2 separate regions of the Mus musculus genome follow, and region 2 is linked to region 1. The links are chromatin contacts, called in public promoter capture Hi-C maps. All regions are on one chromosome and are shown on one strand. Each heading gives the region's core, a stretch centred on a gene start, on an enhancer-like site or on the middle of the called end of the contact. The rest is flanking DNA. Distances are from core to core; before and after follow the strand shown. Region 1 holds the start of Hexb (hexosaminidase B). Region 2 holds the start of Arhgef28 (Rho guanine nucleotide exchange factor (GEF) 28).

Region 1 (2,549 bases), core at 21-2,520:
CCAAGTGTTGGGAAAACAAGAAGAAAAGCAGATGTTACTTAAGAGCCACTTGAAAGGCCATTTGGAAAGACTAACATTTGAATACCTAACATTATTAGGTATGGAACATAGCTCGGAAGGGGGAGGTCTCCTATAAAGTTTCAACTTAAGGTTTCCCCCATTCCCCTGACTACCACCCCAGAGCTCAGAGGTTTAGAACTCTTACTCTCTTACAGAGGACCCAGGTTCGGCTCTCAGCACCCGCATTAGGGGCTCACTCCAAAATTTCATGCCCTGGGCATCTGCAGGTATCTCCACACATGCGGTACACATAAATTCATGCAGTCATATACACTTAACGAAAAAAAAACTGAAGAGACTAAAGATATCTGAATTGTTGCCACATACGGAGCTGAAAGCGACACTGGGGATACCTAGGGCCCTTAAAAGATCCGTATCTAAGGATGCACTCAGAGGAGGTTCACTCTGCAGGCTAGGACCTTGTTCCCTCCCTATCTTTGGAGTCATCTCAACTGCCCATCTGAGGCCCAACAAACTGACTCCAGCAGAGTCACGGGTTCCATTGTTATTCTGTTTTGTTTTGGTTTTTGGAGACAGGGTTTCTCTGTATAGCCCTGGCTGTCCTGGAACTCACTCTGTAGACCAGGTTGGCCTCGAACTCAGAAATCCACCTGCCTCTGCCTCCCGAGTGCTGGGATTAAAGGCGTGCGCCACCACGCCCGGCCGTTGTTATTCGGAACCCATCCTAAGTAGGGTCCCTGAGCACCTAGGGCGCGAAAGAAGAAGCATGAACAGGTCAAGTCTTGGGCTTCAGTCTGCAAAGTTTGGACCTAAGTTAGACTGGCTAGTCATGCTGTCTTCCAGTCCTGTGAGACCCAAGTAGCCCGGCGATCCTTCTCTGTGCCCAAGGTCCCCTCCCCGCTGGGTGGGGCTGCTCACCGCCGAAACGCCTCCTGTAGCAGCGAGCAGGAAGGGCCCGCTGTGGAATTGGGACTGTGGTCGATGCTGAAGTCCTCCGCGGAGATGTACAACAGCCGCGGGAACATCTGCACCGAGCGCGGGAAGGGCCATAGCGCAGGTTGCAGTCGGGCCGGGGCCACTAGGGCCAGCGACACTAGCGACACCAGCGCCTGCAGCAGCAGCAGCCCGGGGGCGCTACGCGGGGACTGCGGCATGACTGCTCCGCGAGTCTGGCTAGGCAGTCTTTGGACCAACCTTCCAGTCTGGGTCGCTGGGAAGAAAGCATCCGTGCCCGGGTCACCAAGTCAGATGACCGAGCTCCCCGCCCGGGCTCCGCCTCCGAGAGGGGATTGGCCCGGAAATTGGGGGCAGGCTCGGTGCAGAGGCGGTCGCGCTCTAGCCGGGATGCTGGGGTGTGGCTCACGCCTGTCACGCCTGAGGAACTTGTTTGTGCAGCCCACTGACAGGCAAGACCTGTCTCTTCCTCCACTCTTCAGGTAGTGTTTTTGTCACTAAATCTGACGGTGGTGGACTCTGATTGATAAAACCTCCCGAGTCAGAATTCCCAGGAGTTGACTTTGGAAGTAATGGGAGGTTAAAATTTATGCATGGAAAAAAAAATAGATAGGGGGAGCATTTAAAACTTGGGATAGACGCGATGGACTACATAAATATTAAAGTGATACAAAGAGAATATTTCTGTAGTGGAGATTAATGTCGATGTATAGTTTTCCAAGGACCTTTATAACGATTAGCTAGGGCGAACGTGCATATGTGTAATCAGAGATTACAGTATGTCTAATCACAGGAAGGCAACTTAGTAAGTAAATAGATGCTAGAAGATTGCTGGAGAGATGGCTCAGCAGTTAAGAACTCTGTTCTCAAAAAGAACCGGGGGGGGGGGTCAATTTCCAGCACCCACTTGGTGGCTCACAACTGCCAATAACTCCAGTCCCAGGGAATACTTCACCCTTCTGGCCTCTGAGGTTACCAGGCACGCATGTGGTACACAGATGTACATACAGATAAAACACCCATACACATTGTGGGGGCTATTCCCGGTTGTCATCTTGTCTATATCTGGAATGAACTACAATCTAGAATTAGAGGGCTCACCTGTGATCCAGATCTTGAGGCTGGGAGACACAAGATTCTGACCTAGATCTTGACACAGAGATCTTGAGACATAGTGGCCATGAAAAGCTTAGGCCCAGGCTAGGTAGGACACACCTTTAATCCCAGGAGAATGAGGCAAGGAGAGCTTTGAGTTCAAGGTCAGCCTGGAACAAAGCAAGTCCCAGATCCAAGCCTGTTGGTATTTACCTTATAATCTGGGCCACACCTTCTGCTGAGGCCTACATAAGGACTTTGGAAGAAGGAGGATTCATTCTTCGCCTGCTTGCACTTAGTTGCCAACACATCTGTTAGAACCTACTTCTGCAGAAGACCAGCTGAAACAATGAGCCTCGTGGGCCTGAGCAGCTACTAGACTCTTGGACTTCCTATTCACAGCTGACCATTGTTGGGTTAGTTGGACTACAGGCTGTAAGTCATCACAGTAAATTCCCTTAATATTTGGAGACATTCTA
Region 2 (2,549 bases), core at 29-2,528, 1.0 Mb after region 1:
CTACTATTCATCAAGATTAGACAAACACCTATTTGTTTTAACATTCACATAAAAACTCAAAATAGAGCTATGGAAAGCTTCCCAGGAAAGGTTATCAGAGCTTGAATTATCGTGTTCAAAGTGGTTTCCACAGAGCCTAACTAGGGCAAGCCTTTGATTTTGTTTGTGTTGTTGAGAATAGAATTTCATTTTACTGAGACAGCTTCAGGGTCTAGGAACACGAGAGGGCAAAGTACAGAAAAGCAGTGTGTCCGTTCTTTATAACTGTAATTCTTGACTGCTTGGTGCAGAATCGAGTGCTCAATCTCTACAACTTGGAGTGTGTAGAGGCTGGCACTTGAGCAGGGGTCAGGGAGTCAGATGCTAGCAAACACAGATGTTACCCTTCCCCTGGGCCCACCCAGCTGCAACCAATAGGCAGGCTCTGTGGGCTCCTAAAGTAGTCTCCCTTAGAAACCTAACTGGTGTCTGGGAAACCAGAGCTGGGTTTCCTGGGTGGTCTGAACACCCAGCGTTCACAGAGCTCACAGCAAGCGAGAACGCCTTCTCCACCTGTGACCCCTACCACCCACAACCGAGTATTCCAGAGAAACTCATGGCACAAGCGCACGGATTCCCACCCAATGCTAAAAGCCCCTCCCAAACAAGATGACCATAGATGCTTTTATAAACTCAGCAAACGTTTCCACAAGAAATAAATGTCCTGAACTTGAGACTGACCAGCAGTCTGGGGTACATCCCACACACACACCAAGCATATAGGTGAAGCTGGCCAGAAACACAGATGGGAAGAGGAGAACCAGGCTCTCGAGGTTCACCCTTCTCCAGCCGCCTGCCTCTGATTTCCATCGCTTGCAACTAGCTTTGGTTGAGCTCCGTCACCCTCTGCCCCCTCCCACCCCGCTTGCCCGAGAGGGTGAGGGGTGGCCGCTGCCTCCCGTTTGCGCTTCACAGCTGCTGCCTCCGACCCGGCAGCGCCATGCACTTGTTGCCATCCCCAGGTACCAGGAGGCGGCGCCCATTCCTCGGGCTGCCCAGCCGACAGAGTGCAGCCTTTCACCACCTCTGCAGACCCCTGCGTCCTCGGGGACCCTAGAGAAACTTTGTCCCCTGAGAACTCCGGTGGGCAAACTTCGCCCAGGGCTGCGGGGAGACAAGAGGGATGGCTCCCGTAATCCGCCTTTACCTGGAGCTGTGGCTCGGGAACGCCAGGAGCCCTGGCCAGGCGCTGTCCCCGAGGCCTGCCGAGGGCGACCCGCCGGCCAGCGTCGCCCGGAGCGGGGAAGCCGGTCCCCAGCTGCCCACGCCCCTCCGCTCCGCTGGCCGCACCGAGGGGCGGAGCCGCAGCTCCCCCCACCCCACCCCACCCCCGCTCGCCCGCCCGCCGCGCCCACAGCTGGGGCCACCCCCTGCGCCCCCTGGTCCCCGCCTGCCCACCTCTGGCCAGCCGGGCTCGTCGCCGCCTCATCACATGGCCGCGCCCGCCACCAGCTCCAGGAGGAAACCTGAAGCTGCTGCGGCTCCGCCGCCCCCTCCCTTCGCGGGGCGGCGGCCGGTCGCCTCGGCTTTCCTCCGGCGGCGGGCACGGAGCGGGACCTGCTGGGCCAGGGCAGGGTTGCACCCTAGCGGCGGCGGCGCCCGCTCGCCCCGGGGGCCTCCACGCCCTAGTGGCGCCGGAGGAAGGAGCTGGCCGGTCGGCTCCTAAAGGGAGCCGTGCCAGGCCAGAGGGAGGCTCGGGTTGTCCTCAGCTCAAAGCCACCACACCCGGGACATAATAGTGCCCGGGTCTGTTACAATAGGAAGTACTATTTTAAAACAGCCGACTCCCTCTAATTCATGAGGATGATGGAGGTTCCTCTGGCCCAAAGCTTTGCAGGCTCGATTCCCTATGCGTTTATGCAAACAGGTGCCTAAACGGCACCAACATTTGTTTGTTTGTTTTTGAGAAAGCCATAGCCACTTTTACAACACCTAACAATGTGAAAGGACCCCTTGGATCTTAAAGCACTGAGGCACTTAGCACTGAGTTGTCCCGAGTGAAAAGTCTCGCCATTGTACAGCTTACTATAAAATAAGCTTAAGATGATTATTCCAGCTTTAAAGATAAAATTAAGCGTCTACTTTTCTAAGTTCCTTTAATATTACCTTTATTTTTCTCAAGAAGACAGACCGACTACATGGACAGGAGAGATGTGTTGGCCCGTCCCAAACCATCACTGCCAGATGCCCTGGGCCACCCTCCTAACATACCTGTTTAACCAGAGCCTAAAGAATGGCAGGATGGCAAAAAAAAACCAAAAAAACAAAAAACAAATCAAACAAAAACAAAAAAACAAAACCCAGGGTCTGAGGTCTTTAGCCCTGTCTTAGGGCAAACGCTGCCCTTCCTTCTTTATAAAGGACCTGACATTGGCCTTGCAGTATTGACACTTGTATTCATATCCTCTGATGTCACACTGCAGAACCTTAGGTCCCAAAGAAGAGTGTTCTCCACTGAAGAACTACGAAGTCCCGAAGATAAAAAATAAAAGCAATAACACTTTTCTCGA

Evidence for each region. Promoter capture Hi-C pulls out the DNA fragments that hold promoters and counts their contacts.
Region 2: a contact with region 1 is called in a promoter capture Hi-C map of the SN4741 cell line, with 5 times the contacts expected there. The contact joins the promoter of Arhgef28 here to the promoter of Hexb in region 1. A contact is called at or near these places in 11 of 39 promoter capture datasets (the 3T3-L1 cell line, 3T3-L1-derived adipocytes, the SN4741 cell line and 8 more) and 1 of 115 datasets of contacts at active chromatin or transcription factors (fibro-adipogenic progenitors).

Annotation. Positions count from the first base shown.
Region 1 is chr13:97,197,087-97,199,635 of GRCm38.p6, forward strand. Hexb (hexosaminidase B) reads right to left here and starts at 1,271. Exons shown (of 14, transcript NM_010422.2): 1 at 940-1,271. The coding sequence starts at 1,175.
Region 2 is chr13:98,204,887-98,207,435 of GRCm38.p6, forward strand. Arhgef28 (Rho guanine nucleotide exchange factor (GEF) 28) reads right to left here and starts at 1,279. Exons shown (of 36, transcript NM_012026.2): 1 at 1,187-1,279.